Linked DNA regions of Mus musculus: all the other regions are linked to region 2. A link is a contact called in public HiCAR-type, HiChIP or PLAC-seq and promoter capture Hi-C data. All regions are on one chromosome and are shown on one strand. Each heading gives the region's core, a stretch centred on a gene start, on an enhancer-like site or on the middle of the called end of the contact. The rest is flanking DNA. Distances are from core to core; before and after follow the strand shown. Region 1 holds the start of B130034C11Rik (RIKEN cDNA B130034C11 gene). Region 2 holds the start of Grik1 (glutamate receptor, ionotropic, kainate 1). Region 3 holds the start of Bach1 (BTB and CNC homology 1, basic leucine zipper transcription factor 1). Region 4 holds the start of Krtap20-2 (keratin associated protein 20-2).

Evidence for each region. Promoter capture Hi-C pulls out the DNA fragments that hold promoters and counts their contacts. HiCAR-type assays count read pairs that join an accessible place to other places. HiChIP or PLAC-seq counts read pairs in DNA pulled down with a chosen protein or histone mark.
Region 1: a contact with region 2 is called in a HiCAR-type map of astrocytes, with 2.4 times the contacts expected there. The contact joins the promoter of B130034C11Rik here to the promoter of Grik1 in region 2. A contact is called at or near these places in 2 of 115 datasets of contacts at active chromatin or transcription factors (astrocytes and embryonic stem cells).
Region 3: an H3K4me3 HiChIP or PLAC-seq map of embryonic forebrain shows a contact between it and region 2, with 8 times the contacts expected there. The contact joins the promoter of Bach1 here to the promoter of Grik1 in region 2. A contact is called at or near these places in 2 of 39 promoter capture datasets (cranial neural crest and hippocampal neurons) and 1 of 115 datasets of contacts at active chromatin or transcription factors (embryonic forebrain).
Region 4: a contact with region 2 is called in a promoter capture Hi-C map of hippocampal neurons, with 5 times the contacts expected there. The contact joins the promoter of Krtap20-2 here to the promoter of Grik1 in region 2. A contact is called at or near these places in 3 of 39 promoter capture datasets (hippocampal neurons, pre-B cells and stem cell-derived epiblast-like cells).

Annotation. Positions count from the first base shown.
Region 1 is chr16:87,493,948-87,499,574 of GRCm38.p6, forward strand. B130034C11Rik (RIKEN cDNA B130034C11 gene) reads left to right here and starts at 2,126. Exons shown (of 3, transcript NR_040375.1): 1 at 2,126-2,362. Cct8 (chaperonin containing Tcp1, subunit 8 (theta)) reads right to left here and starts at 1,922. Exons shown (of 15, transcript NM_009840.3): 1 at 1,782-1,922; 2 at 390-480. The coding sequence starts at 1,841.
Region 2 is chr16:88,286,758-88,292,424 of GRCm38.p6, forward strand. It overlaps Grik1 (glutamate receptor, ionotropic, kainate 1), which reads right to left and starts at 3,459. Exons shown (of 17, transcript NM_146072.5): 1 at 2,828-3,459. The coding sequence starts at 2,945.
Region 3 is chr16:87,697,492-87,703,398 of GRCm38.p6, forward strand. Bach1 (BTB and CNC homology 1, basic leucine zipper transcription factor 1) reads left to right here and starts at 1,463. Exons shown (of 5, transcript NM_007520.2): 1 at 1,463-1,565.
Region 4 is chr16:89,203,696-89,209,983 of GRCm38.p6, forward strand. It overlaps Krtap20-2 (keratin associated protein 20-2), which reads left to right and starts at 2,166. Exons shown (of 1, transcript NM_001163615.1): 1 at 2,166-2,699. The coding sequence starts at 2,219. The coding sequence ends at 2,401.

The sequences.
Region 1 (5,627 bases), core at 876-3,375, 790 kb before region 2:
ACACCAACATGCTTAGCATGTAAGACGTGCTTAATAAACAGGAATTAACACTAAAATCAATATGCTTAGAAACACATTTGGTTTCTTCCGTAATCTCTTTGTGTGCATCTCTAATTCAACTGGTGGTTAAAGGGAAGGAAGAGCTTCCTGATGCCGTGCTGTTTTCTGCAGACTGCTGAGCCTTTCCACAATAGTACTGGCCACTAGTGAGGATGCTGGACTTCCCTAGGACCTAACAGGGTAACAGCATCGTTTCCAATTTCTCTTTTCCCAGAAAGCTGCATTCCTGACTGAAAGTGAGAGGCACATCAATGCCACCGACCATAAAACACGTGAGGCCCGCTCTCTACGCTAACAGTCACACCACACAGCCTGAACTTGGTCATTACCATTTGGTCCGTACGCTGTGCGAGTAGTCTGAGCAAGCTCCTTGCAGGCCTGTATATTTCTATACACAGCCTCTTCTAATCCCGAGAAATGCTGAAAAAGAAAATGTCTGCTTAGGCATGATAACCAAGTTAAGAGTTTTCTACCGCAGGATACCTCTGTTGAGTATGCTTCTAAGAAACAGCCAGGATCACACAGGCAGTCATCAGACAGCCTCAGTTTCCCCCACTGGGCCTGGCTCTCTTTCCTATCTGTAAACTAATGGGATAATCAATAGCTCCTACTTGGCAGATTATTACTCACCTAGCTAAATAACAACTATTCTTCCTTCTGCCTTTTCCAGGGATTGAACACAAGAAAGCAATCTACCATTAAACTACAATCCCAGCCTACTAGTACTAGCTTTTAACCTAAATTTGGGGGATGGGGGTACTTTAAAAAAACTTGTCTTCACTATAGCCTCCATCAGTACCGATTTACACAAAGTATCTCTGTGCTGAAATGCTAGCCTGTGACAGAAATCCTTTAAATGTATCATGTCCTCAGCCAGAGTGATGGAGGAAAAGATGGAAACTGGAAGCTGTTGCTACCCCTCAAAAGGTTAACAGTGTCATTTGCAGAACTTACTAACTTACATTAAGCCCTGACATCCATTCAGTATGCCAGTTATCACTACAAAGGGGACACCACCTCTCTGTACTGCTAAGAATCCGCTATTTCTACAACTTGTAAAAATATGAAAGACAAAACAAACGTTATCTGGCAGCTTGGGGAACTCAGGACAAATCGCTCCATAAGCAATGTGACCGCTTTAAAAAAAAAAAAAAAATCACTCCTGAAACTACGGCCTATTCGATCTGGGGTGGGGCTTCATTTATCCTGTAGGCTACGACATCGGACAGTCAGAGTGAAAAGACAGTTAACAGCCTTCGGCCCGGTCTCAACTCAGAAAAGGTAAAGGAAACAGAACGTCCAGAGGAGAGTTTTCAGTAGAGCAGTGGGGATCGGACGTGTCTGGAAGGAAGCAACCAAGGGCAGGCCCAGGAGTGACCATGCCGGACTCGTGTCATCTCCATCCTACAATCCCCGGCCCTCCAACCACCCGTTACCAATTCCGTCCAAGTTCATTAACGCATCGCCAGCTCGCGTTAAGGGCGGCGCCCGTGGGCTCCATGCCGCAGACAGGGGCGTGGGGAGCTGGGATGCAAACCCGAAGCCGCCGGGGGAATAACAGAAATGCCCACCAGTTCCAGCGAGCCGGCATCCAGAGCACGCTTCCCTTTCTAGAACCTTCTCCATCCCGATCGCGGCGCGGCCGCCCGCCCGCAGGCCTGTCGCGGTCGCCACAGGCGCAGACCCACCCTCCCACCGTACAGTCCCTCCACGCCACCTACTTTGGCTCCATCCTTGAGCATCTGGGCAAAGCCCGGGGCCTTGGGGACGTGAAGCGCCATGGCTCGGCCGCAGTCCACCGCTCACGCGCTCGCTCCGAGACGCCGAGGAAGCAAGGGGCGCCGCGCACTGCCTGCTGGGAATGGGCCTCGGCGCCGCCTCGCGTCCCCCTACTTCCGGTCGCCCCGCCCCTTCAACCTGCAGCGTCTCTGAAATATCGCGAGAACCAGAGGTTCCAGCAGACAGACCTGATCTGCCGATTCCCGATCAAAGCGGACGATCAGGCCGAACCCAGAGCGTGCATGCTCCCTTCGTGTCCCTTGTCCTAAGTTAATGAGTAAACTTTGGTTAGGACGTTTGGCTTGTGATATTTCGGTGGCGGACACCCAACGTCTTATCCTTCACTTAAACTTAATCCTGCAGACCCAGCACCGGGGCAGGTTAGCCTTTTCTTCTCCAAGCTCACCCGCCCTCGCCCCTATAAACTACCAATGGACATCCTCTGTGTTGGTCACTGGGAAGCACTGAAGGCTCGAAGGTGATCTTTGAAATAGCATGGAGGATTGCAACGCGTGGACTGCACGTGCGTAGCAGAGCTAAGCGGTTTGCTTAAGTGCAGTTATCTTTGTTATTGGTCAAATTTAAGAATGAATATTAATCTCCATTTTATGGAAGGGAAGTTGATAACCACAATTCAGTGGTACGCAGAGGTCACCAGGCCAATAGATATTACAGCGACGATTTCTACCCTAGATGGGCAGATTACAAAGTGGGAATAGTTAACCACTTTATCTATATCTATATATCTATATAGATATTCTCTACTCCCCCAGAATCTTTTTCACAAACATTTCTATGTAAATAGAATAACTTCATAGAGAAAGTAAAACACTCTTACAATAAAAAAATACAAAAAAATGGAAGCATCTCCTGCCCTTGCAGAAAAATATGAAACGCTTTGGTGAGTCGTTGGACATAGAGAAATTAAGATTTTCTTTACATTGGGACAGACTCATAATTGCAACCGTACTATCAACTGCAATTTTTTTTTCTATTAAACATTTTAAATATGTAACCATGGGACTGAAGGAGCTGAAGGGGTTTGGAGCCCCATGGAGGGAGCAACAGTGTCAACAGGCCAGTTCCCCTAGAGCTCCCAGGGACAGGACAACCAACCAAAGACTAAACATGGAGCAACCCATGGCACTGGCCACATATGTGGCAGAGGATGGCCTTGTTGTACATCAGTGGGAAGAGAGGCCCTCAGGCCTTAGGGTGTTCAATGCACCATTTGTAGGGAAATGCCAGGGTGGGAGGATGGGAGTGGGTGGGTGGGGGAGCACCCTCATGGAGGCAGGAGGAGTGGGGATGGGATAGGGGGTTTCCGAAGGGGAGACCTGAAAAGTGGAAAACATTTGAAATGTAAATAAAGAAAATATCCAAGAAAAAGAAAAGAAAAGAAAAAGGAAAAAAAAATGTAACCATGAAAATACTTTCTTGTCACCGAACACAAGGTAAGTGAGCCAATTATATTGGAAGACAGAGCAAACGTTCAGTGGTTCTCAAAGATTGGTTTTGACACCTCCGAGGCTCTCCAACGCCCTTTCAGGGCCCATGACTACGCAAGTGTTTTCATAGTAATACAGAGCTGTCTCCTCTTCCTGTGGGGAGCTGTGAAGGCCTGCTGGGTGTTCAGTATGTCACAGTATGAATGTGAAAAGCACAAGGAGCCACTTACACTCTTTGTCGTCCACTAAGCCACATATAAAATATTTGGGGAAAAAATTGAGAATATCAGTCCTCAAGAGAGACATTTTCAATAATGTTATGTTAGCCTTCAGTGTTCACTGCTATATTTTTATATTAATGTTAAATAGTTTGATTTATAATATTAACAATCAATGGTTACTACGATACCCATTAAAAACAATCATTGGGTGACTCTGTTTAAACTTCTATGTGGATTCTATGTCTGCAAAGTACATGACACCTGAGAGGTAAGACAGTCGAAGATTCCCTCATGGATTTGCTAGGAAAAACTAAAACCCGTTGTCTCAGCATCACTTATGGGTATAACTGACACAAAATAGTGAGAGGGGATTTAAAATTATACCTGATTTGTTAAAAGTAACTAAGAGGATCTAAATCTTGGCAAAAATTGATAACTAGATCCTGAAAAACTAAACGAGTTCAAGACAGTGGATAAATTTTCATCAAAAGTTTAAAGTAAAAGTCGACCTTGCACAAGTGGGAAATGGGAAGAATTAAAAGCAATTCCAATCAACTATGTGTTAATTCATCAAAGACTTAGTTTTTAATTGCCAATTATTCCTTTTGAACGGAGATTTGTTAATTTTGTGTAATTTGGGTTAAACGCTATGTACTGGCTGGTTTTGAGTGTCAACTTGACACAAGTTAGAGTCATTAGAGAGGAAGGAGCCGCCTTTGAGAAAATGCCTCCGTTAGATCCAACTGTAAGGCATTTTTCTCAATTGGTGATCAATGGGGTGTGTGTGTGTGTGTATGTGTGTGCGTGTGTGCGTGTATATGTGTATATGTGTGTGTGTGTGGTGTGTGTGTGTGTGAGTGGTGTGTGTATATGTGTGTGTGTGTGTGTGTGTGAGTGGTGTGTGTGTATGTGTGGTGTGTGTGTATGTGTGGTGTGTGCGTGTGTGTGTGTGTGTGTGAGTGGTGTGTGTGTATGTGTGTGTATGTGTGGTGTGTGTGTGTGTGTGTGTGGTGGGGTCAGCTCATGCTGGATGGTGCCATCCCTGGGCTGGTGGTCTTGTATTATATAAAGAAAGCAGGCTAGTTGGGGCTGGAGAAATGACTCAGTGATTCAGAGCACTGCCTGCTCTTCCAGAGGTCTTGAGTTCAATTCCCAGCTACCACATGGTGGCTCACAACCATCTGTGATGGGATCTGATGTCCTCTCTGGTGTGTGTCTGAAGACAACCATAGTGTATTAATATACACAAAATAAATAAATAAATCTAAACCAACAAGCAAACCTGGATTGAATCTCTATCACTGGGAAGGATGGAGGAATCAGGGAACTAAACCAGGAGCTTCCTCATGTGCACCAACTAGTGAGCAGGAGCGTTCTAGTGAGCCTCTCGTTCTTGTTTTTTGTTTTTTTAATTACATCTGTATATAATAATGTAAGACACTCCAATGTTTTATGCTTTGGCATTGTGTTACTAATAGTGTGGTTTTGTGTGTGTGTGTGTTTGTGTGTTTTGTAGCTCACACAGCAAACTGTAGATTCTGGCTGGAGAGATGGCTTATCAGGTAAAGGCACTTCCTGCTGAGCGAGAATATCAGAGTTCAATCTCTGGGACCCATATGCTGAAGTTATAGAATCAACTCCCTCAAGCTGACGTGAACACACGCGCGCGCGCACACACACACACACACACACACACACACAAAGAAAGAGAATAAATAAATACATGTAATTAATTGAAAAATAGTAAATTCTTCCTATGTTAAATTTTTAAAGTTCTGAAATGATGATTCTAATTTTTAAGATCATCTTCAAACCCGTATACTTCAAAACTGAATGTCCCACTGAATTCCATCAGTTAATCTAAAATCAGATAGATGTTTGTTATTTTGGAGATAGGGTGTCTTTTTTACTTTTCCATTGTCAAAACTCCACGAACAAGACAATTTATAAAAGAAAAGCGTTCACTGGGTCTTGCAGTTTCAGAGGGCTAGAGTACATTGGCAGGGCAAACCTGAGAGCTAAGAGCTCACGTCTTGATCCACAAGTAGGCAGAGAAAGAGAGAGGGGGGGGAGGGAGGGAGGGAGGGAGGGAGGGAGGGAGGGGGAGAGAGAGAGAGAG
Region 2 (5,667 bases), core at 2,209-4,708:
TCCCATCATGTTCATGACTGCTGGAAGGATAGACTAGGCATATCAGTAAATAACGCTTCCTCTTATTAGTAGAAAGGACTCTTATCCTTCATGCCTGCACACATCGGGTATTTCCCTCCACTAAGGGCAGAATACTACATTTGGATATTTAAGAGGATGCCGATAATGGTGTGGCTCACAGGATAAGTAAACATATATGATGGGCAACTGCTTTCTGATACACACAGGCATACACAAAAGAGCAGAACTGACTCCAACAAGCACATACATTTCTCCTCTGTAAGTGACTGGAACAGTTCTTCGATGCAGTAGTGACATTTAGGGCACCACACTCCATGGATTCCCTTTGTGGTTATTTTCAGCTTTATACAAGATTATTACCTTGTATATAATCATATTTCAAGACATATTCACCAGGCACACATGCTAGAGCCTGACATGTGTTCATTCTCAGAAACTTCTAAGATCCCATGTGTGAAATTTATTCTACATTTGCACTTTCCTCAATTGCTAAAGTTTAAGCAGATACTCCAAGAAAGCTACAAAGCACCATTTGGCTGCCTTTTCCATATAAAGGCAATTATAAGTGTCTGGCTTTTATCTTGAACTTTAAGATATTTCAAGTTATTGAGCAAGGATGCACGTTAATAATCCAGAGTCCCTGTTTGTTGGTTGACTGGGAGCTTGGCAGATTGTTAAGAAGAAAAACAAGAGGTGAAAATGAATACAATTTCTATTCTCCTTCTCACACATAGAGTTTTGTTTACTTCCCTAGTCCTTTGATATTTTGCATTCAGTACTGGGCTTGACTGACAGGAGACTCACTGTAAAAGGCAGGTTCCCTCTGAGGTAACGCTGGTTTCCATGGTGCTGAAGTTTTTCATTTAAAAGCTATGTGTAGGTCTGTACATACAGCCTGTTAGTGTCCAGGCTAGCAACAGGTCACAAAGCGCTATAGAGGGGAGACTTGTGTGCTGCATATAAACACAGGCGCGTGCAATGTTTCTTCACGCACTGTAGCTTATATTTAAAGGAAAGAAATTCAATTATTTTGTGGCAAGTATCATAAGGTCAGTGAGGGATGTGGTTGTTTTTGTTTTGAAAACAATTTTCAAACGGCTGATTGTGATCGTTTGGGACTTGGCAAGGCGGTTTCTAACCCAAGGTCACCATTTTCAAGGTGTATAACACAAAAGCAACAATAAAGTTGATAACTCCTGGAAACTGTGACACATTTTCATTACTTTGTGTTCTTCACATTATTGTTTTGCTACAGGAAGCACATTTGACAGCATTCAAAGTCCAGTCTTGAATTTATCTTGGGCAAAGATGGTTTTAGTTTATCAATTGTGATTCTTTAAAAACTGTTTGGAAATCTATCATTATAGAGTGAGTCTAAGCTATCTACTAAATGCAGATATGCCTCCATACTCTAGAAGACACATGTCAAGTTAGTATTTGGGATTTTTCCCTTCCGTTAAAAACTATACTTTACGTGCCTAGAGAAAACACCCTTCAAAGAGTAAGTTTTTTTTTTTTTTTTTTGGAGGTGAGGGGACATATTCAGTGCAAAAGTAAATAAGCAAGCTGTAGGTTCAGAATTTTTCTGAGGGTCTCACTAGTTGAAGATCAGTATTACTGTAGTTACTTAGGGAAATGGACGGACGGCTTGGAGCCTCACTGTTAACTGCTGCACAAGGTGCCAGCACACTCAGGCCACTCAGTCAATTCTTAGAAAGAGTAAACCTTGAAGTCCCAGGCTTCATTTTTCCCCCTAAGTGAGAGAGGGGAGAAGCCAGGAGACCTGTTAGCAGTCAACAGGCCACCTATGGCTCTCCCGAGACCATCTATAATAAGAATAGGAACTTAGAAGGCACGCCGAAAATTAAAATACAGAACCCACAGTAGTTTAAAAGGAAAAACCTTACAGGTTTGTTAGTGCCTAAAGCCGAGACCTCCACTGACCAAATCTTGGCAGTGAAGCTGTGCATGCATCTACATGAGACCACAATGACCATTCTGTTAGTAATGCTGGCCCTTGGTTCTGTTTGTGACACCTCAAGATTTCTGTCTTTAGTGTTCTAGTAGTCTCTTTTTAATCTCTTTGGAGGTTTAAGCCTAAACTTTCCCAGAAGTTGTCTGGTTTGGGGATTAGAAGACACTGAGTGGTAAGCAGGTGGGTAAGATTGGGCAGGGAAAGGAAACTTCCGTATTCACTGACCATCGTCCCAGATCACTGCACTCTCAAGCTCGCCAGTGCACACCTTCAGACTTTCCAGACTCCATACAAAAGAACGCAATTTAGAGTTAAAAACTTGAAGGCTTTGAGCTAACATGCTGTGTGATATTCCCATGGTGCTAATGGTTCGGGGATTCTATTGTTAAGGTTCTGACATTCTTTTCTGTAATCCGGACTAGTGGACTGGTGCACATCCACTTAGGCACCTGGAAGAGAGATTTCACCCCGCCTCCAATAGCCCAATTCAAGTGGTCAAAGGTGCGCGGTGTGCGCGTGACTTGATGGTAGAGTAGGAGCCAACCCAGTTGAGCCTGGATCCCTGCACTATGGCTCGGATTCTTGGATCTCAGATTGAAAAAACCCGCCAATCATACATTCTGGGAAAGCTGGTACCTGTCAGGAGGGAAGCAGTGACCGACTCCCACTTTCTTGTGAAGCTTTAAGTGCTCGGTGACCCCTTATCCCCAACTCCCATCCCCACACCAGCGCGCGCTGCCTTGCCTTGGGCGCGCTGAGCTTTCGCGGGCACAGAGAGCGACCGCGACCCCTGGAGCTCAGGGCTCGGAGCGCTTCCGCGGGCTCACTCACCGATCCTGAGCACTTGAGGGGAGGTCTGAGGAAGGATGTAGCACAGGAAATAGAGGAGTGTCCAGCTGGTGTCCCTGGTCCAGAGCCCGGGTTGGATAAGGACTGTGCCGCGCTCCATCTTTCAAGCTTCTTAATTCATGCCGAAACACAGTCGTGGCCTCACGCCCGCAAGATGCACCCAACTTGGGCTGGGTCCCCGCCTCATCCTCCCTGGATGTTCCGAGTCTGCACACCGCGCGCTCTCTGCTCTCAGGAGAGCGAGGTGGAGGGAACAAGCGTGAAGCGGGCGTCCGAGACTGAGCTGCTTGGGGCTTCTTGCACGGGTCGTTAGCCCATCACTGCTCGTCCTCTTCCTCCTCCATGGGCTGCATACCTCCAAGAATCAGCAGGATTTCGCTCCTGGAGCCCAGAGACCAGCTGAGGAAAGTTGCTGCCTCGATTTGCTGGAACGTCTCACTCATTCGTCCTCTGGTCAGATGCAGAAGTGATGGGTGGGGGAAATGGGTAGTGGATTCAGGGTGCAGTGAGGAAAAGGGAGAAAAGGAGGGAAGAAGACACCCAAGGAGAGAGGGAACTGGGGGAGTTGGTGCAGAGCTCCAACCAAACAGGATGAGCTCCAGCGGGTTTACTGTGATACAACCCAGGCTTTTGCTTCTTTCACAGTCCCGCTTTCCCTCCTCCTCTCTTGGCCCCACCCTTTATTTACTGCCCGCCCCAGCCAACCCTACTAACCCAGCCAGACACACTCAGTAGCGCGCATACTCGCGCACGCGCTCGCGGACACACACACACACACACACACACACACACTCACTCGTGCTCACATGCGAGAGCGCGGGCGCGCGCGCGGGCACACACACACACACACACAATTTACAGCATGCACTCACACATGCAGCCCCTCAACTTCGCGCTGTGGTGCTGGAAAGTCCATTGAGTCTAGCATCCCCAAGACGGATCAAATCTAATCTATTGGTCCCTAGGCAAATGGAATTCTGCTACTCCTTGTAAATGACAGCCTTATGCCTAGGCTCCTATACCGGGGTCTTAGAGATGCGTAGCACGTGATAGGAAATCACAACCTCAGCGAGTAATCTTTAAAAATTACCAGAGTTTCCATTTTTAACTCTGAGAAGGATGAAGAGAAAGGGAGAGGAGGAGAAAGAAGAAGGAAAAGACATAGGTACCCTTCAGTCTTTTAAGATTATAGCGACTCTTCCTATTCGAACCAGGCATAATGTCTTGAAAATTGCTTCCATTTACAAGCGCAGAACTGAGAAAGAGGCAGCTTCGGGCACGCAGCTTTTCTTAATTTCTTTTGACTGTCACATTGAAGCACTGGAAATAGGCTATTTTAACAATGTAGGTTTAGAGAGCATTTCTCTGTAGAAGGACAAGGCCACTTCCCCCGGGAAATCAGCGTTTGCTCATGTTGGCTTAATTTCCTATGAGCTTTCTGGGGAATGTTCCATATAAATGTTTGCTGGTTCTGTGTGAACACCTCAAGGTGCTTTTTTTTTTCCTTCGTAGGAATTTGGAAAGGTGATCTAAATTGAGTTAATTCATAAAAGAAGCACTTGTAATTATATGAGCCCAGAATGAGAAAAGATTACCAGAGTAGTGTATCTTAAAATTCACTTATTCCACAAATGCACATTGAGTAGCTTATACATGCTGGCAGAGACTCTGTTCCCTGAAGAACTTATCATGAGAAAACCACATTATATTTTCTAGGAAGAGGCTATAGTGTCACTTCTGGAGGCTAGTATTGTATGTGACTTCTCAATTTTTCAGCATGAAAGTTGAGGGAATAGAACATGGACTCTGATAAGAAGATGATTCATGCAGATTTAGGGGTGCACCTTACCAATGGAAAGGATCAAAGACATAAGTGGCTGTAGGCAGACACATGAAGTTCTTGTACTGAAGAAAGAGGGCTTTCTTGGTGTTGGTTAAATGAGAGGAAAAGTAAAAGTAAGAATAGTAAATGGAATTTTTTTTAAAAATCAACTTCAACTTATTTTAGACTGTTTCTAAAACCAGATAGAAACAATGACATGATCTGCCTCAAAAGAAGGCCACACTCTCCATTATTCATCCACCCATCCATCTACCAACCATCCATCCATCCATCTATCCATCCATCCATCCCTCCATCCCTCCCTCCTTCCATCCACCCATCCACCTACCTACCATCCATCCCTCCCTCCCTCCCTCCCTCCCTCCCTCCCTCCCTCCCTCCCTTCCTCCATCCATCCACCCATCTATTAAATGACTTTCTGTGTAACATTGTGCCAAGCCTTGAACACATAACAGAAATATGGTTACTGCTAGCATGAAACACATAGAAATATAGCTCAATGATAGAACTCCTTCCTGGTAGACATCAGGCCCTTGAGTTCTCTCTCAGACTTAAAAAAAAAAAGTCAGATTTGGAAAGCCATACCATAGGTGCAAAAGAAGAAGAAGGAGGAGGAGGAGGAGGAGGAGGAGGAGGAGGAGGAGGAGGAGGAGGAGGAGGGGAAGGGGGAGGAGGAGGAAGAGGAGGAGGAGGAGGAAGAGGAGAAGGAGGAGGAGGAGGAAGAGGAGGAGGAGGAAGAGGAGGAGGAGGAGGAAGAGGAAACTGACCTCATTTAGGAGTTTGTGAAGGATCATTGTACTGATCCTTTGATGAACAAGTGGTAAATATTTCTTAAAGTGAGAATAAAAATTTTAAAAAAAGCTATGGGCTTATTTTTAAACTTAAGATTAAACATATCTAGTCATTGACCTGTTCTTGAGCTATCAAAATCTGAGGACTAGTAGGGGAGATACTGCATTCCAAGTGCTTGGGAGTGCAA
Region 3 (5,907 bases), core at 213-2,712, 590 kb before region 2:
CAAAGGCACCAGGTCACCACTTACATGGCCACCCCACAGCACTTAGGCCATATTCTCACCTACTTTAGAGGTAACTGAATGTCCTTAAGTCACAAGAGCTTACGCACTGTACAGATGCAGTCATGTCAATGTTATCACTATTTGGAGACAACCCTCTCCTGGAGCCCTTGCACTGTCTGTGTGTGTTTAAGGAGCACATACATTTTGGGGCTTCCCATTTTTCTACATCTTTCCTCTGGAACTCAAAGCCAGCAACATTATTTCTTCCTACAAGTCCTCCCAGGGCTACTGGCCTCAGGGGTGGTAATTCCTTCCTCATTTTTAATCAGGTTGGCCAGCCCAGTCCTCTCTTTCTCCAGACTGATAAGCCCTGCCACGAGTGCATGCAGCTTTGCGTAAAGACACTGCCTTGAACAACAGCGAACATAATAAAAAATAGAAACGAACAATTGGATTAACACCCCAATAAGTAGCAGAGGATGAAAGCATGACCAGGACTTGAGGGAAGACGTCTGACATGACCAGACACGGATGCGTCCATGTTTCCTGGTAGTGCAGCGTAGAGGGACAACAGGAGGCTGCCAGACAGTACAATATTCCGGATATGAAGCCCAGTACAGCGTGCTTGCCCATTGGTGAATGCAGTCCGTCGTGGCTAGGCAGATAAGAGTGCAGCTTATATTCAGGCAAGTATGAAGGGCGCAAGAATAACTCTCAAAGCAGTATTGGCTGAGCACAAGGAGTAAAGGGATTTGATCGGGGAAGCATGCATATTAATGGGTTATAATGAGCAAAGCACACTCCAGGTTACCTGCCTTGCGGTTTTCGAGGAAGGGCCTCAAGGACACAAACAACTAGAAGGGAAGCTAGTGATCATTCAGAGGGGCAGCAGCCTCCCCCTCTCAGAATCTGCTCCTAAAAGTCCTGCGGAGCTTCAGACAGATGTTGACATACACCCTTTTCAGCAAGTTCAAACACCTGGTTTTTGTGCTCCTACAGGAAAGCAGCCCAGGAGCTTGGCCGAACTGAGCTTCCGAGGTTTGGGGGCGTGGGGCAGAAGACCTTATCTAATCTGTGTGTGGGGGGGGGGGAGGGGGGAGAGGGGCTGTGTGAACAAAAACCCTGGGGGCGTGGAGGCGTCAGCCTTTTTTTTTCCCTGCCTTCAGCAGGTGAGGAAGAGGTGGTCTTCCGTGACGTGTAACCTTGCCACCAAAGGCAGAGATAGGGCGACGCGGTTGGAGGCCTGGCGCTCAGCAATACAATCCACAACGTTACACGGAGCTCGCAGGAGGCGAAATAGAGAGGCTCTTACTAGCGGAGGGCGTGGCCTGGAACGGGGCGTGGCTCCAGGCAGGGCGTGGCCTGGAGCTCGGCAGGGCTTCAGCTACGGGGCGGGGCCCGGGGGCGGAACCGGGGGCGGGGCTTTAGCGCCCCGAGGCGCTGGCGGTGGTGGCGGAGAGGAACGGAGCGCAGGGGAGGAGACGGGCGGCTGTCCGCGCAGAGGGAGTGAGTCACCTGACCGCCGCTTGCCGCCTGCAGTCGGGCCGCGCCGCGTCTCGGCTCCGGTAAGTGGCTCGGGCGGTGCGCGGTGCCGTCCTTCCGTCCTTTCCGGGGGTCACCGGGGCTGGTGGCGGGCGGCCGCGCGGGCCTAGAAGGGGCGGCGGGCTGCGCGCTGTTTACGCGCTGCGCGGACTCTCTGGGCCGGCCGTGCCGGCGCCGCCCTGCACCGCGCTCCGCCGCGGGCCGCGTCCCGCTCCGCCTGCTGCGGGGGCAAGGCCGAGCGGGCCGGGGTTCCGGGACTACCGGGCGCTCCGCGCTTCCCTTTGTTGTTGCTTGGCGCACGTTTGTAATGTGGACTCGCACAGCATAGGCAGAGTGGGTCTCGATGTTAACGACACCAGCTTTTGTGTTCGTGTCCGGTAGGGCCAGGGCCAGCGCGTTTTCGATCTTCTCCGGGACTTTGGTGTCATTTAGTGGAATTGCGCCGATGGCTTTTATGTAGTGAGCTCTCTATGTTCAGCGTGCGCTGAGTCAAGGCAGACGTAGTAGTAATTCTGAAAGAACGCGTGTGGGAAAATCCTGCTCCCCAGACAGGCTTGGAAGAACAAAGACTTTTTTTTTTTTTTTCAGGATGCTGTTCTTTTTCCTTTTGGAGAATTGTAGAGTTGTGACTGCTAGCCTTGGAGGACGATGCCCCTGCTGGGTCTTTGTTTAGGCATTGAGCACTCCTCTCAGCTCACTGGGTTTGCAGGAAAGGCAGTTCAGAAAGATTAAAGGATGACCACTGTAGATTTTTGTTCGTGGCCGAGCTTTTGAGCTCTACAAATATTCAGAGAAATGGGAAGAGGTATGGGTTGGCCTATTCTTCCTGCTCTTGTGGTAGTGGTGCAAGCTCTGGGCTGGGCTTGAAGGCGCTTGCCACTTCTGGCTTTGGACATCGTAAGGGAGTCTAGAGGAAAAAAGGCTCCTGGTGAGTCATCTTGGAGTTGGGTAGCTTTGGAGGAGTGATCGCCTCTTGTTGTTTAACCGTCGGATCTGTCAAGTGGCTTCCCTTTGTTCGCTACGTTGGTTGGATAACAAGGTAGGGTGACTCTTTAAAAGAGTTTGTGTTGCTGAGTCATTCACCCCAGACTGAGAGGTAATTAGGAACAGCTGGTGCAGATACGCGCATCACATGCCTCCACTATAAAAGGCTGAGCTGCACACACGAGGGGTGGCTTCAGGAGGCCGGAGGGGGTCCAGCTGCGGGCTGTGTGTTTTGATCCAGGTAATCAGTGGCTGACGTGGTAGAGCGTGCTTAAGACGTGGCCAAGGAACACCGAGGTGGTGTTTAAACAGCAGCCTCGTGGCCTACTGCGGGAGACTCAATTTGTGCTGGAGGAAGCTGGATCTTTGAGATTTCAGATAGAAGTAAGGCAGTCAGCAGTATTATATCATTTCTTTCCCTTGCTGTCCTCGCTTTGCCTTTAGTATTTTGATGCAGAGTGGTGTATACATGCTTAAGTTATTCTTTATAATTTTTTTTTAAAATGAGGCCACAAAGGGGATTTCCTTTTAGGGCTTTTAGGTTTTCCTGCATAACTAGTTTCTGGGGTCAGGTGGTAAAGAATAGATAAGAGTCAGCGGGTCTTCTTGGGTCAAGGCTAAGAAGAGGGGTCTATGGATGTGTCTGTCTCTCTTGATTTTATGGATCTTGTGTAATTTCTTTTTGAAAAAAGAAAACACACACACACACACACACACACACAAACACACACACACACACCAGTCCTCGGTGCACTGTTTGGGAAAGGGAAAGTGTATGAAGAGAACTGGCTTCTTCTTCCCTTTGACTAAAAGAACGATGATTTTTAAAAACATGTATTTATTTTATTGTTTTGTGTTTGTATTTGTGCAGAGATCAGAGGACAGTTTGCATTTGTGGTTCTCTCCGTTAATCCTGTGGGTTCTGGGGCCTGGACCTCAGGCCGTCAAGCTTGGTGGCGAGTGCCTTTACCCTCTCAAGGGTTGCATGGGCCGCAAGAACGATACCAAATTATTATTGATGGTCATTCCTTTCAAACCTCTGTAGCAGGGGAGCGGTTGGTGTGCTGTTTTAGATTTAGGGTTATCAGTGTTGTCTCTTTCAGATGTTAGGAGATTTCAGGTAGATTACAGGATGCTTGATCTAACATGAAAATATCCACATCAGGAAGTTAAACGAGGAGGGTGACATCAATATTTGCATACTAGATAATGTGGTTATGCACACTTTATCCTTTTTTCTGTTGAGGAATATAAAATTTACTTTCCACTGCTATTGCCATCATTCCAAGTCTGCAACAGATTTCTGTGTGTGTTTAATTTCTGATCTTTTCCGAGAGCTGTAGTAATTTCAAAATATTCTTAGTATTTGACTTTCACTTCATATGTAGTTTTTATATTGTAAAGAATAAAAGATGGGAATTTCTTACTACATTCTTAAAGTGAGTGATAGAAATAAAAAAATTACATAGTTCTATTTTGATAACATTTTATTGGATTTGTAGGCAAGCCCCAAAGGTGGTTGGTTGAATGTGTGTAGTGATTAGAAGGTTTGATAATTTATACATTTGGAATGTAATATTCATAACAAAATCTTTTAAAATTTAAGGTAAAATTCTCTTACCCTTTGGAAGTTTGTGGGTCCCCCCTTTTTTTGTTTTTGTTTTGTTTTGTTTTTTTTTTTTTTTTTTTTTTTTTTTTTGAGACAGGGTTTCTCTGTATAGCCCTGGCTGTCCTGGAACTCACTTTGTAGACCAGGCTGGCCTCGAACTCAGAAATCCGCCTGCCTCTGCCTCCTGAGTGCTGGGATTAAAGGCGTGCGCCACCACGCCCGGCTAAGGGTTCCCCCTTTTTATATCCTTGTGATTATTGTTAAAACTGCATTTAAATAATCCTTGGGAAGTGGAATTCCTCAGTCAACCTCTTCTCTCTGTCTGTCTCTCTGTCTCTGTCTGTCTGTCTCTCTCTCTGTGTAGGTTTGAGGACACCCTGTGGGAATAGGTTCTCTCCCTCTACCACACATGGTTCTGGGCACTAAACTTTAGCCTTAGGTCGGGCAGCAGGCACCCTTACCTACTGAACCATTTCACTGACCCAGAAGGCACGGCTACTATTTGGTTCCACATCAGGGCCTGTCCTTTTGTAGCTCTGTACTGTGGTGGTGACTCTCATAAGAACAGCTGCAAAACTTGTTGAGATGACCAAGTGTCATTAGACTCTTCACAGGGAAGCTTGCTTTTGATGGCTGAGGGTTTTAACAGTCCCCTCCCTTCATTTTTCTAACTTTCTATTCGTGGGATAATTGTTTGAACCCTGAACCCCGAGTCTCTTCAGCCTGCAACATGAAGGGGATTACTTTAGGTGGTGGGATGGATTAAGACACATGGTGAAGCCGGGCGTGGTGGCGCACGCCTTTAATCCCAGCACTCAGGAGGCACCAGGCGGATTTCTGAGTTCGAGGCCAGCCTGGTCTACAAAGTGAGTTCCAGGACAGCCAGGACTATACAGAGAAACCCTGTCTCGAAAAACCAAAAAAAAAAAAAAAAGCTCTCAAAAAAAACAAAGAAAAAAAAAACTAAAAAAAAAAAAAAAGACACATGGGGAATTTAAGTGCTGTTTGCTAAAAGCTAGACAATTTGCAGAGAGAAACATTTCAAAACTGCAGGTAAAATACCGGTTTCCATCACTGCCAATCCACGGCTCCTGGCTTAGTAGTAGTACATGGCAGCGGCATCTAAAGTTGGGCTCTCTGGGGAGCCATATGCTTTGAGTGGGAGATATAGAACTGAATTGCTAAAGATCATGTTCTGGCAAAGTCATCATCTTCAGGCCTTGGGGTCAGCTCGTAACTTGTGTCTTGCTGTTTCGGATAGGGTTGATGGTGATGGCGATGGTGATGGTGGTGGTCTCTGTCATAGATTGCTGTGAGGATGAAGTGTGTGTTACTGTGAACCAAGTGGTCAGGACATAAATTGTTAGGTGTTATTTTCTGGTGTCCAGAGAGAAGAAGCAGGTTGGATGCTTGCTTCGGTCCTCCTGGGAGTTGAGCTAGCAGGTGAGCTGGAGGCTTGCCTTAGGGCAGGTGTTGCCACTAGAAATACAACTCAAGTGGACGCTGATGCTAAGTTGGTAGCAAGGTTTCAGGTTGGTGCTTATGGGTTCTCAGCCTTGGCAGAGCTATGGAACACCCCATTCTGCTGTTAGTTGTAACTGGTTTTTGAAGATGTAAAAAGTACTTTATTTCTGTCTGGATTCTGCTCGAATCCTAGGTGAGGATTCTCCCATCAGATTTAGCAGTCACTGCATCTGGCCACAACCTCCTCGCTGATTAGTGCTAGAGTGGACTGGCCTCTCAGTTCTACTTCCAGTTTATTTATGGGAGGC
Region 4 (6,288 bases), core at 916-3,415, 920 kb after region 2:
TTGGCCATCAATTGGAGGAGATGCCCTGGTCTTGTGAAGATTATATACCTCAGTACAGGGGAATGCCAGGGCCAGGCAGCAGGAGTAGGTGGGTTGGGATGCAGGGCGGGGGGGGGGGTGTATAGGGGACTTTCGGGATAGCATTTGCAATGTAAATGAAGAAAATATCTAATAAAAAAGGGGAAAAGGCTGCACAGTGGTGTGAAGATTCAAGGTCAGGGAAAGCTTGAGTTCTCCATGTTCTGTGACTCAACTATGTGTTCATCCACAAGGTCTTGTGGTCAGATTCTCAAGGATAAACAAATAACATTGGCTGTAGCCTGCCATTTTTAGAGGCATATGGGGCTACACTGGTCAAGAATTCCTAAAGAGATAGCATATGTCTGATACTGGCATTTTTACTTGTTATCCTGCTGAGTCTAGGGTGGGTGTTGTAGCCCCCATTATAGTGTTACTCCATTTTAAATATATTTGGAATGCAAGCTTCTACAGTGACAAGCATATTTCCATCAACTTTCTTATAAGGTCTTTGGTGTTATTTATGATGACTTTCTTGCTTTTCCTCATCCAGCCTACTTAACCCTCTTGTTCTATTATAACTTTTCCCCCATTGTTATCACTGCATTTTACCTCAACTCCATGGAGAGCACTTACCACATGCACATCTACATTAACTCATTGATATCTTGACCTCTAAAGAGATATAGTAATTTAAACTTCATCGAGCTAACATTAAAATAGGGATGAGACACTGAAAATGGAATCTGACAAAGAATAGCCCATGACCTCAGTGGCTCAGAAAAGAATTTCAGGTAAAGAACAGCAGTAACTCAAGACATAATCCATCAACATATAAACATGACCTCATAAAACTAAAAATTTCTGTACAGTGAAGAACACCATTATTCCCATAAAGATCACCATCAAACACCCAAAACTATTTTGCAATTTCTCATTATCTCAGTCAGAATGGCTAAAATGAAAAGCACAACATTTGGAATGTAAATAAATAAAACAATTAAAAAAAAAAGAAAAGCATAAAGGACTATAAATGCTGGTGTGGATTTAGAGAAAGGGAAACATGTATTTGCAGTTGTTAGAAGCTCAAATTTGTACAGCTACTATAAAACTCTGTGTGAACATTCCTCAAAAAAAAAAAAAAAAAAAAGATCCTAGAAGTGGATCTACTGCATGATCCAGGTTTACCAAGATTGGCAATATATACAAAGGTCTCTATATCTTACTAAACCTGCTTATCAGTGACCATTGCTGATCTATTCAATATACCCAGAAAGCAGACTGTCTCAAGGTCTATCTATAGATAAACATGTAATAAAACTATGCTAGATTTATGGAATGAAACATTATTCCTCTGTTAGGATAAATGAAATTATGAAAATTGTAACAGAAAGAATGGAGCCACAACAATGAGCTAAATGAGACCTAAAAGCAAAATGCCACATATTTTGTGGATGTTAGACTTGAATCTTCAAATATACATTCTTACAATATCTCATGTAATGTTATAGTATTTTTGTAGATTCAACTTTATGTATTGCCCTTTTTCTTTAAATTTTATATATGATTATATATAAAGCTTGTATGACCATGATTTTAAAAGAAGTATGTTCTGCTGATTTTAAAGCAATTTATAATCAAAAAAGGCTTAAGAAAAACACCAAATATACTAATATAAGATGCCAAATGCCCACCAAAATAACAAACAACTTAACCAATTGTTCACGAGAAAGACTCAAAAAACTTATTCCTCAATACAAAATTCATTCCAAAAATAACAAAACAAAAGAGAGAAAAATATCAATCTTCTTCCTTCTCTAGGTCAATGGAAATTAATATATGCATATCTATGTATAATGGAGAAAAGTGTAATGACTTGTATCATGTGACAGAATCATGTCATGTATTCACTAATCTACTATAAGGAATGGTATGAAGAGTTGAAAAATAAATCAGATTCCCTGATTTGACTGTGGAATCATGTAGGAGCACAATTATCTCAGTTATGCAGCCTTGTGTGTCCAGTACATGACAACACTTAGGGTGTTTTATGAAGCATAGCAGTGAGCTATGTGGTGCTGCAACGCCTGTGGTTTCCACAACAATAACCCTGGCATATAAAAGGCCCTTGGTAGATTGTGACATCCAAACTAAAGAAACACACTCCTATTCCTCAGCTGAACTCTCCACTCCTGACACCATGTGTTACTATGGCAGCTACTATGGAGGCCTGGGCTGTGGCTATGGTGGCCTAGGCTATGGCTATGGCTGTGGCTATGGCTGTGGCTATGGCTGTGGCTATGGCTGTGGCTATGGTGGCTATGGTTATGGCTGCTGCCGCCCACTCTGCTATAGAAGATACTGGTCCTGTGGCTTCTACTGAAGAGCTTCAGCAGCTGCCCAGAATGTTGCCTATAAACTGCTGTCTTAATGAAGTGCTTATAAGCTTCTTCACATCAAGAACTCTTAAATAATTTCAAATATTCTAACTTTATAATGTAATATCTGATTTTAAAAATATGAAACTTAGCATCTTCTACTTATGCCCTCACCTTCAACTGGATTATGTGAGCACTTATAGTTTGGCACCATCTTTGAAACATTTTTTTTTAACATGATCAAATATGACTCTCAACCTGGGTATAGAAATATAAGTATTATCAAATAAACTTTCCAAAAAGTAAATTTCCATATTTCATCAGCTTTCATATGTTTTTCATTTGTATGCGTTTGGTCCCATTGTGTATTCACAGAGGAAAGGGGTGTGGGAGATAAAAGGATATGTTAAAAATGGACTTAGATCTGGGTAAAAAGAGGGAAATGGGAAGAGAAGGAAGGAGGGGGAAGGAGGGAGGAGAATGAAAGGAGAGAGAGAGAAAGAAAAGCACATCTACTCATGCACATTGGCTCCATATCTTTGCTATTGTGAACAATGTGACTGTGGACTTGATAGTGTTGGTAGTACTTTAAGATGGATTGGATTTCCTTTAGTTAAAATGCGGTGGCATGGCCTCTATTTCATACACATAGGCACACATATATACATGTAGAAGATATATATATATATACATATATATGTGTGTGTGTATTAATATGTATGGTTTTGTTATAAATATATATTACATAGTTAGTATATATAATATTTCAGTATATATACTTATACATAATTTATATATATTTATTATATGTGTTACAGGGAGTGATAAATGCTATGATATTTTCTGTCATGGCTGTACCATCTCACATTCTGTCCAACAATGCAAAAGGGTGCCCTTTTCTCTACAAAGTCTGCATCATTAATCTTTCTTCATTCTAGTATTGTCTAACAGTTGTGAGATGCAATCTCATCTTGTTCTTGATTGGCATCTCTGGGATATTAGCATAATAGAACCTTATCATATCTTTTGACCATTTGTATCTTGTCTTTTGACAAATATTTGTTCTAATTCTCTGCTCATTTTAGCATCATTTTAGCTTTTTGGCTGTTTAGCTGTGTGTGTCCCACATCAATTTTGTGTATTAACGCCTTGTCTGAAGCACATGTTCTCTTTCCTTGTGTACAGATAATTATTCTGTTGTACAGAGCATCCTTAGTTGGATACATAAAAAGTTATCTATATTTATGGAGTTTTTTCTCTTGGGTGTGTGGCATGTCCTTTAATAATCAAGCCATCTGTCATCCCTTCTGAAGCAATGTTGTAATACAAATATTGGCTAAACCCAAAGACACAGTACTTAGCTGTGTGAAAAGGAAGTATATCCCCTTTAGTTGTATTTTGGCATTACTTAATTAACTTTGTTATTTCTCTGCCTTTGACCACTATTCTTAGTCTCAAGGGTGTGGCTTAATAAAATTTTGTGTATTAAATGTACTAATCACTGATCTGATGAGTAGATGCCAAAGACTTCCCCCAGCTTTCATTACTCTGGCACTGGCTATGCAAGAGGCTTTTTTGTCGTTGTTTTGCTTTGCTTTCACACTGTCCTGTGTTATCATGTTATGCTGATGCCATTGGAGCTCTTTCATGAAAATTCGTCTTGAAAATTTTACTTTTGTTTTCCACTAAATTTCTCAAAATTTTAGGATTAAAATTAAGATTTTAGGTCCCTTTTGAGGTCATATTCTAATTTCTTTCTTATACACATACATATTGTGTTTCTATACCACTATTTGCTCAAGAGACATTTTGCATTGCACGTTTATTTGATATCCTTGTCAAAATTAAGTAAACCATGGTGCTATGGATTTATCCCTTGGTCTTCCTCTTCTTTTCCACTGAATCATGTGTCTGTTTTGATGCTAGTGGCATTAATTGTTGTTAACTATGGTTCTGAAGAATAATTTGAGATCAGGTATTTACAATGCCTTCAGCATCATTCTCCTCGACATTGTTTTGAATGTTTGAGCGCTTTTAGATCTCATGATCTTGGTGTTGTGTTGTTTTATTCTACTAACAATATAATTTGGACTCTGATAGAGTACATTGAATCTGTACATTAATTTAGTACATATAGTACTTAAATCATTAATTCTGACAGCCCATGATCATGGGATGTCGTTCAATTATTTGATGCTTTCTTCAGTTTTTCTTCTGTTCTCTAAAGGTTATTTATTTTGGTTTAGGACAAGATAATTTATAAACTTTACGAATACAGTCATTCTTTGGTCTCTATTTTTTGAAGATTTATCTCTATCTTTTATTATTTAAAACAATTTTCAAAATTTAACTAGTTTGATTGTACCCTCCAAGTCCTCTCCTCCTTCATATCCACCCAACTTTAAGTCCTTTCTTAAGGACAAAAATTAAAATTAAAATTAAAATTAAATTAAAATTGGACAAAAACCCAATTTACCACCACCACCCCCCAAAACAAAGGAAACAAAACCTCACAAAAAGGAAAAGAAATAGCACCAAACGGTAACCAAATAAAAACACACAGCACAAAATACTGTGGAATCCAATTGTATGTTGGTCAACAACTTCTGAACACAAGGCCTGTCCTGGAGGGGTAGATATACCCACTGTCACTCTATTGGAGGGAAAAAAAAGAACAATTGTGCCTCTCCTACAGAAATAAGTGACATTTCAGTTGTTAAACTAACCATATGGTTATGTTTGCATTAATTCATTAATTCAATTTTAAAACTATAACAAAATAAAATATAGCAAAATTTAAAAAAAAAAACTATCCCATAAAAGTAGAATAAGACAAACCAAAAGAAGGAAAAGGAAGCAGGAGAAACTGACAGCAGAGACCCATTACTAATGAGAACACCTACAGACCTCATTGAAGATGCAGATGCCAAGCTGGTGCTCACATAGAACCTTCACTCCTACATTCCAGCATCTTTGGTACAGAAACATACTCTGCATGCTCTCAAGAAAGAAATGTGAATACCAGGCTAGACACAAACTCTTTATGTACAACGGTGTACTGCTTTCAAGGAATGCTTAGGGATACGGTGGCACAAAACTAGTGGGAGTAACCAACAAAAACTGTTTGATTTAAGGCCCATTCCACAAGACAGAACTCATAACGTTCACTGTTGAGTGATCAAGAACCTGAGACTAGATAGCCCAGAGACTTAGGTTAAAGCAAAACAATGCTGCTCTAAAACTACGTGATAAAGTGACTCCTAAAGATATTCTGATACACTCACAGATCAGTTGTTTTGAAGTGTCTTCAGAGATGCTACCTCCCGCAGCAGATGGAAACAATTACAAATACCCATGGCCTGACATTTTTAAGAATGAGAAACCTTGGAACACTCATCTCTAAATGTGATATCTCCATCAAATTCCCCCTTCAGAGACCATGGAAACCCATGAAAGAAGAGGCAGAAAACACATAAGAACCAGAGGGGATGGAGGCAATTGGGAGTACAAGTCAACTGAGAGAAGCTCACATGAACTCAGGGACTAAAGTAGCAAGCTTACAGCCTGCACAGGTCTGCACAAGGTCCTCTGAGTGCATGTTATGGCTTCCACCTTAGTGTTTTTATGGGATTCTTGAGTACTCCCAAGAGTGGGGCTCTAATTCTTGTTCCTTCTTTGGTTTCTTGACAAGCTCATTAGTGATATGTAACTATGTTGCTGTTTTCTTCCTTCCTTCCTTCCTTTCTTTCTTTCTTTCTTTCTTTCTTTCTTTCTTTCTTTCTTTCTTTCTTTTTTTTTTTGTATGTTGATTTTATATACCTGTTTCTTAAGGCTCAAAATGTTTACCAGTTCTCAGAATTTCTCACGGAATATCTGGGGTTCTTTACATATA